Regions from separate parts of the Sus scrofa genome. Here region 2 is linked to region 1. The links are chromatin contacts, called in public HiChIP or PLAC-seq maps. All regions are on one chromosome and are shown on one strand. The core of a region is the stretch at or near the end of the contact, and the rest is flanking DNA. Distances in the headings are between cores, read along the strand shown.

Evidence for each region. HiChIP or PLAC-seq counts read pairs in DNA pulled down with a chosen protein or histone mark.
Region 2: a contact with region 1 is called in an H3K27ac HiChIP or PLAC-seq map of alveolar macrophages. The contact joins the promoter of LMAN2L here to the promoter of COX5B in region 1. A contact is called at or near these places in 1 of 47 Hi-C or Micro-C datasets (heart right ventricle) and 1 of 2 datasets of contacts at active chromatin or transcription factors (alveolar macrophages).

Annotation. Positions count from the first base shown.
Region 1 is chr3:56,630,182-56,634,588 of Sscrofa11.1, forward strand. It overlaps COX5B (mitochondrial cytochrome c oxidase subunit Vb), which reads right to left and starts at 1,926. Exons shown (of 4, transcript NM_001007517.1): 1 at 1,809-1,926; 2 at 1,198-1,271; 3 at 926-1,025; 4 at 116-308. The coding sequence starts at 1,911. The coding sequence ends at 196.
Region 2 is chr3:56,876,821-56,881,125 of Sscrofa11.1, forward strand. It overlaps LMAN2L (lectin, mannose-binding 2-like), which reads left to right and starts at 2,499. Exons shown (of 8, transcript NM_001243437.1): 1 at 2,499-2,707; 2 at 3,931-4,049. The coding sequence starts at 2,521.

The DNA.
Region 1 (4,407 bases), core at 676-3,175:
GTAATCTCAGTGTACACAGTGGATGGCAAGCTAATACGAATAGACAACTACCTCTGATATAAGAATTACCCATACCCTTCTAGAAATACAGGAAAGAAAGAAGACCAGCCAGCCATGGGAGGAGGAGCCAGTGTAATGGCTAGTCTTTATTGGAAGAAACTTGCCAGCGCATCTTGAGTGTGTTAGTGCAGGGGCTCAGTGGGCCAGCTGGTGCGACACCAGCTTATAATGGGTTCCACAGCTGGGGCATCGCTGGGTCTCGCCTTTGTGCACCCAGAACCAGATGACAGTACTGTTGTCTTCTTCACCTGAAAGAACATAGGTGGTTGAAAGCTATCCAGCCTAGAAGAGGGGACTTTCAACATTAATCTCTTCTCTTCAGACACCTCTGAGACACAAAATTATGGCTGACACTGCCTAACAGGGTGTCTAGCAAAGGAGAAATACAATAAACACTTTCTAGATGAATACTCCTTCCTCATACTGCCTTTCCAATAAGGCAGTATTTTTTTCTTTTTTGCTATTTTTTTTTTTTTTATTAGGGCTGCACCTAATAAAAACAGCATATAGAAGTTCCCAGGCCAGGGGTCAAATCAGAGCTGCAGCTGCTGGCCTATGCCACAGCCCCAACACCAGATCCTTAACCCACTGAGCGAGGCCAGGGATCAAACCCACATCCTCATGGATATTAGTGTCTTGTTCATAACCCACTAAGCCGCAACAAGAACTCTCAATGAACCAATATTATTTATGTTCCAGGCCTCTCTCCCGTAAGGATCACCTACTCAAGCAGAGGGGTATGAGAGGGCCAAGACCCTTATAACAACTTATTTATACACACACAAAGCACAAGATATGAAAGAGCTTACAGACCTGTATAGTGGGCTATATTAAATGGGTAAGAAAATAGTGTTGAGGTACTTACAGATGCAGCCCACTATCCGCTTGTTGGTGATGGAGGGGACTAAATTAGGGTCTTCCTTGGTACCTGAGGCTGCCTTTGGGGCAAGTATATTGTATGGGTCCTGAAAAGACAAAATAAGAATCCATTATGCCAAATGACTCCTACCTTCTAGGGGTTAGCGGTATTGTTCCCACATGCCAGGTTTCCAGGATCAGTGAGGCCCAGAGAGGAGACTACTCTGATCCCATCCAAAACCATAAACTCCTAAGAAGACATATAAAGTTTCTCCTCACCAGTCCCTTGCGGGCGGCCATCATGACCTCCCTCTCCAGCCCAGTCGCCTGCTCCTCATCAGTAGGAACACCACCTGAAGAAAATATGGTAATTACCATGTCGTCTGAAATGATCACGATGGAAAATGCACATACGCAAACTGCTGCATATAGTTTTAGTGGGCTTATTGTCCCCTAAAGACCGGAGTCATGATACCCGAAAGTGGCAACATGGGGTGATCTTCACTTCCTTCGGCCACGGAGGCCGTTTTTCGACACATTTTTTTCCTAAAAGCAGGTTAATCAGAGTCCTAGTGGAATACATCCAACTTGAGATACGCGCGGGTCTAAGGAGGGGCTTAGCCCCACCCCCCATGTCCTGGCTGCAATCCCTGCCCATCAAGGTCATCTAGCATTTCAGTTAAGGATTCTTTGGCAGCGGGGTCAGTCTGGTGGTCGGCAGCAACGGCGGCCCAGGGTAACAGGGAGACGCCTGTGGAGCCTGAGGCCTTCGGGGCCAAGGGGCAGCCACTGCGGCCGCGAGGTACTGAAGGCTGTCCCCCGCCCCGCTGCCCCCACCACCCCGAGAGAGCAATGGCACGGGTCCCTGGCGCGCCGGGGGGGCCTAGTACCTCCAGATGCCATAGACCGCACAACGGCGACTCCATTGGGACCTCGGGCCCTCAAGGTCTGCGCGGCTAGCGCTCCAGCTCCACGGAGTAACCTTGAAGCCATCACGCCCGCTACAAATACCAGCACTTCCGGTAACAGGCTCCTGAGGTGCAGGGACTTCCGGGGGAGGGCTGCTTTCTGCGCAGAGTCCGCCTTCCGCTTCCTCCGGCCCCTAGACCGCCCCCCTCACGTGACTCCTCGGGGCGGCGGGGGGGGCGTTGGGGCAAGGCCTGCGCTTGCGCACCTGTGCCTCACTGCCCCGCCTTGCAGCCCCGAGGGCATGGAGGCGGTCACGGTTTCAATTGCAGGCTTCTGGGGGCTTTGCCCTTTAGTAACGCTCGGATTTGGTGCAACTCGTTTTACTTCCGTGGGACTCAGTGCCCCGCAGGTCAATGGAAAACCACGCTGGAGCCGATAGTTGTGCCGAGTAAACGTGGAGCCTGCTGACGGAAAACATTAAGCCTGCGTCGCTCAAGATACTTGCTGGATCCCAAAAGGTCCAAATTTAGGAGTAGGCTAGTTGTGGTGCTGGTTCACCTGGCCGTTTGTGAGCCACTGCGAACTTGTAACCCAGCCTAGGAGAACTTGAGCAGGAGCTCCCCGCAGTCCTAACGTCAGCTTCTTGTTACGGTGGTTTTGAGGTGATGAGGTTCAGGCCTGAGGCGAGGCTGGGGTGGCAGGGGAAGGGACGGTCAAATTGTGGGCCCTTCCTGGGAGCCAGGCCCTTGATGATATGGGGTAAGGTAAAGGGGTGGTTGCATTGGGAGGCTGTTAATTAAGAAGTTAAGGGAGGGAAGCAGGAAGCGGAGTTGGTGACGGGAAATGGAGCTCCAGCTCCAGAACGTACTGGGGCGAGTTCTCTTGTTTAAAACTGAAAACTTTTTGGCCTGTTTTTTGGTTTTGGCCCGGGTCTACAGCATGTGGAAGTTCCCCGGCCAGGGATGGAACCCATGCCAAAGGAGCGACCCAGGCTGCTGCAGTAGTACTGCTCGGTCCTTAACCTGCTGCACCACAAGAGAACTCCTAAAAGCTGAAAATGTCTTCTGTAGCCGCCCCCATTGCCCCGCAAGCTGAGGTGTGCAAGTTTCTGTAAACGCTGCCTTGTATGGATGGGCTCCTAGGAACTAGTTCCTGCTGTCGGTGTAGCCCTGTTACAGACTGGCTGCATGCAGCATCTTTTTCCCTATTGGGTAGAAAATTCTTTCACAACAGAAATTTTGCTCTATTCATCTTTGGATTCTCTGCCTTGCAGAGGTCTGACATATGGGATCAAGTAAGTTTTAGTAAGTTTAATTCTTGGTGAGAATATACAGAATCAGTATTGAGGGCCTCTCCTGGCCCATTGAGGTAAATTTGAGGTAAATTGGGAAGGGTTGAAATCCCAGGTATTCCCACTCGTACTGTGCAGGTTATATTTTCCAAAGGATCTGGTGGAGCATTCCTTCACATGAGCACAGCTGGTCTTTGTGGCTGCCCCTCCATCAAGAAGAAAATCATCTGTAAAGCCAAAGATGGTTTTGTTTTTTTTCCCTGGTCTTGTGGAAGTTCCCAGGCCAGGGATCTGGTGGCCTATGCTACAGCTGTAGCAATGCCAGGTCCTTAACCTGCTGTGTCACAAGGCAACTTCTGGCCAAAGATGACTTGATCCTCTTTAAAGGTGGGCTTTGCTTTGAATGGCTTCCGCTGTTACTCCCTTCACCCTTACCTTCACTGCAACCCCTCCAAATTAAATTGGAAAAGAATTGCTGTAAGTCCTAGCAATGTTCCCCAAGAATCTGTAGTTGATTTGTACCTGTGCTTAAATGTTTAATGCTAGAAAAAAAAGCATCTGGTCTTGGGAACAGGTGTTCTGGGATGGAAACCCACCAGCTAACTCAACCTTTTTTTTCTTTTGGACTCCATTTCCCCGTCTTAATTGACCACTCTTCCCTAAGAAACACCTACTAACCCGACTCTCAGCAGACTAGTGAGAAATTCAGTTCTGCCTGATCATAAGATGGCTTATGGCTATAAAGTGGAAATAGAGTTTAGGCTTGTTTCTCGATCTCCCAGGAGCCTTGCCTAATTGCCTGGGATTATTCAGCCTATGCAGGTGAGCTCCAGTAGTGAGGCCAGGTTCTGGGCCAACCGAACCCACACCCTGCTGCCTCCCAGCTCCTACCACCCTCCCCTTGCACCCATATCCCTGAACGTCTCCTTGAGAAACAATTTGGCTTAGAAAACAGTCTCCCACTGCTTCCTGCTCCATCATCTTTGCCAAAACCGTAAACTTGTATTGAGTATTATTTTTTACTTTTGTGGAATAAATCTTAGTGGTCAAAACAAATGCTCATTGTAATAAGTCAGACAACATATATGTTTAAGGAAAATGTTAATTGTTAACAGTTTTGTGTTTATCTTTTTTTCTCCTTTGTATCTGCCAGAGTTTTTCAACTTTAGTGCCATTGACATCTTGGACTGGAAAATTCTTTGCAGGATGTTGAGGGGGGAGGTGCTTTCCTGTGTGCATTACAGGATGTTCAGCATCTATGTCATTAGCACTCCCCAGTGGTGACAACC
Region 2 (4,305 bases), core at 1,249-3,748, 250 kb after region 1:
GGCCTGGGGTAGGAAATGAGTAAGCATTCATGTAGCACTATTCACAATAGCCAAGACGCGGAAACAACCTAAATGTCCATCGACACATGAATGGATTAAGAAGATGTGGTACATATACGCAATGGAATATTACTCAGCCATTAAAAGGAATGAAACACCGGCATTTTTAGCAACGTGGATGGACCTAGAAATTATCATGCTAAGTGAAGTCAGCCGTACAATGAGACACCAACATCAAATGTTTTCCCTGACATGTGGAATCTGAAAAAAGGACAGACTGAACTTCTTTGCAGAGCAGATACTGACTCACAGACTTTAAAAACTTATGGTCCCCAAAGGAGACAGTTTGAGGGGTGGGGGGATACCCTGGGGTTGTGGGATGGAAATCCTATAAAATTGGATTGTGATAACCATTGTACAACTATAAATGTAATAAATTCATTGAGTAATTAAAAAAAAAAAAGAATTAGAATCCCTACTATGAGCTGGGTGTTGGGATGGGGAGGGGGTGTGGATGGGGCCTAGGAAATGAGTAAGATTTGTTCTCTGTGGTCCAGGAACTCTTAGACTTGCTGGGGAAACAAACACATAATCTGCTAATTGAGCTTCCATAATTCAGGGTGACACATGTTGTAATAGACATGTGTACAGTCTGATTTGACCCAGGCTGAGAAGGGCCTTGAATGTTACACTAAGGAGTTTGGATTTTATCCTATGGTAATTGGGAGGCATGCATGGTTTTAAAGCCAGGGTGTGACACAAGCAGATTCATTCAATTCCTAATGTCTTACCACCAATCATCTGCTTGGTGTGGAATGTATTAAAAATCAATGGCTGTGACAGCTTTAATTTTAAAAAGTTAATCCCCCATAAAACAGGCTGATATTTCTGTTTCTCTTATTAAATTATGGTCATGCTCAGGAAAGAAAGAGTTAACTTTGGATAAATCTATTGGGAAGACAGAGACACAGATCTGACAAGTGCTCTATAAGAAATGTACTTGGTGCACCTGCCCCTACCTGAGGAAGTCAGGGAAGGCCTGCAGGAGGAAGTGGGCTAGGGAAAAGGAGAAGAAACAGGGGAACCTGGAGCACATAGACAAAAGGAGAGGGCTGTGGGCCAGATGGCAGAGGGCTTTGTGTGCTAGGGTGAAGGGCCTGAATCTCCTGCTCGCGGGTAACACTGAACCATTATGGGCTCTGTTAACAACGATGGTAATGGTGATTTTATCACGATTATAATGATAGAGTGCTTACTGCATGCCAGGCATTGCTCTGAGCGTTAAGAGCTTTACCAGTATGGACTCATTTAACCTGTCACTCAGGATAGGGTGTGGTTAGATGTTTTAGATCACTTGGATGGCCATGTGGATGATGGTGGCCAGAACAGTTGGGACACTTGTTGTGGTTCAGGAGAAAGACAGAGAGAGGGATGGAAAGATGTGATGACTTTTAGAAATAATTAGGAATAGTAGTTCCCGTTGTGGTGCAGTGGAAGTGAATCCAACTAGGAACCATGAGGTTGCAGGTTCAATCCCTGGCCTCACTCAGTGGGTTAAGGATCCAGCATTGCCCTGAGCTATGGTGTATGTTGCAGTTGCAGCTCAGATCTGGCGTCGCTGTGGCTCTGGTGTAGACTGGCAGTAACAGCTCCAATTAGACCCCTAGCCTGGGAACCTCCATATGCCACCGGTGTGGCCCTAAAAAGATAAAAGACTAATAATGATAATTAGGAATAAAAATTTATTTTTGGGTGGAGAAACTGGTAAGGAAGAGAATGGAGACTGGGATGAATCTTACTTTTTTTTTCTTTTTTCTTTTTAGGGCCGCACCTGTGGCATGTGGAAATTCCCAGGCTAGGGGGTCTGACCTACACCACAGTCAGAGCAACACCACCTCCTAGCCACATCTGAGACCTATGCCTCAGCTTGCAGCAAGGCAGGATCCTTAACCACTGAGCAAGGCGAGGAATCCTAAGAGCAACCTCATGGATGCTAGCCACTCGTTACCACAGAGCCACAGTGGGAACTCCCCAGATCAAGTTGTTTGATACTGCTCTTCAAATCTTTTATAAATTTGATAATTTTCCTGATAATTTACCAGCTTTACTTGAATTTATTTGTCTATTTCTCCTTTCAGTTCTATATCCTCCTAACTGACAACTTCGCACGATCACGAGGTTGCTAAGGCAGAGAGGACAGAACGTTTGCGTAGGACTAAAAGAAACATTTTATTTGCTTAAATTTACTCTAGAACAGAGAGACAAAAACGGAAATCACTTCGTATCCCAGGAGGCCTAGTGGCGCTCCGGACAAAGGCAAATAGGCGAGCTCAGGCATTCGGCCGCGCCCCTTTCCTGGGTTGACAAGGCAACTGCTACTCCAGCCAGCCAATCGGTGAGATGCTCACCTGCAGGGGCGGTGACTCGACAAAAGCCAATGGGACTGGGGGAAGATCGTTCTCTGGGCCAATGGCTTGGGGGACAGGGCGGGCTTTTGATGAAGGGTCGGCGGTGGGAAAGATGGCGGCGACTTTGGGACCCTCTGGGTGGTGGCAGCGGTGGTGGCGGCGTTTGTCGACTCGAGATGGGTCCAGGATGTTGCTCCTTCTCCTTTTGCTAGGGTCTGGGCAGGGGCCACGGCAAGTCGGGGCGGGTCAGACGTTCGAGTACTTGAAACGGGAGCACTCGCTGTCGAAGCCCTACCAGGGTGAGGCGCCGGGGGCGAGGTGGTCGTGCGCGGGGAGGGCGTCGGGACCTGAGCTTGTTCGTAGAAGTGGGGGCGGCGAAGGTTTCGTGGCCCCGAGGAAAGTACGGGCGGGGAGGGTGGGGGCTCCTGTGGACTCTTGCTGTGTTTGGGAGCCTTGGGTCCTAAGGTCAGAGGTCAGGTTCCACCCCACCCCCTGCCTCACACTTAGCCCTGGAAGTTTCTAGCAGGTGGAAGCAGGGCTCTAAGACACTAAGGCCAGTAAGCGCTAGGCCTGGATGAAGGGGGAACTTAGAGTTGGACAAGAGTTATGTGGGAAGGGGAGAGAACTGCGAATAGTGGCAGTGATCGAGGGCCACTAGCAATGAGTTGGGCTCTGGACGGAGCTGTGTATGTGCTAGAAATACATCAGGAGGCAAAACTAGGGTAGAACTTGGCCAGACTGGGAAAGTAAAATTCTGTTTCCGTTTAAGACACCTGTTCTCCAATCCTGGAGTCCTGTTGATGAAAGAGTCTGGTTAACTTTGCTCTGTTGAGTGTTCACATGCGGTTCATATGTCGCTCTGCACAGCTCATCAACCAGAAAATTTATAGTTAGCTACAAAGAAGACCAAGTCAGTGCAGATGGCTTAATTAACACAAGTCTGTTTCCCCACTGGAGGGCAGGGGGACAGCACACAAACAACACAAAGCGCAAGAGAGTATACACTGCTGCTAAGGGTGATCATTTATTGACTTAGCAGATGCATCCAGCACCTCCTCTGCGTTGCTAATACTGTGGGTTATACAGATACAAAGTTGTCACTCTCAAGGGGCTGATAGTCTGAGGTAAGGGGAAAGGTAGCTTCACACCTTGGTTGTTTAAAGAAAGAACGTGATTAAGCCCCAGAGAGTCAAGCTTTTTTTGGTTAATTGGGGAATTTTTTTCTCTCACGGTGGTCAAATTTACTCGCATATGAAATGAGGAAGAATGGATCTGAGCTGTGATTACTGTGGCATGGATTAAGTGACAGCTCTGATGTGCTCTTCACCTGAGAGGGTCTTTATGACAGGAAGTGGTAAACATGGTAAGGAGTTAGAACTTTTTGAGTGACAGAAGGTGGGAGACTGAGTGCCATGAAAGGGGAAAAAAAGATGATGACTCCATCTTTTGGAGGGTCCGTGATGGCTTTCTAGTCGGTTTGGTGTTGAAGAGAATGAATGAACTGATCTATTTCCTCCCATAGGTGTGGGCACGGGCAGTTCCTCTCTGTGGAATCTGATGGGCAATGCCATGGTGATGACACAGTATATCCGCCTGACCCCAGATATGCAAAGTAAACAGGGTGCCCTGTGGAACCGGGTGGTAAGAATCTTTCTCCCTCCTGTGTTGGTGACCTAGAAAAGTACTCAAAAGTTCACCAGTGGCATACTGACTTAATTTTTACTGTCTATTCCCAGTATTCTGTCTTTTGTGGATATCAAGGATTCTCATTTCAGAGATTATGATGACCTTCATTGTTAAATTGGATATTGAGGGAGATACTCTCTGTTGCCCTAATTATAGCAAATAATTAATTTTGATTCTATTTTCTGAAATGTCTTTAATTCCTGATAGACAG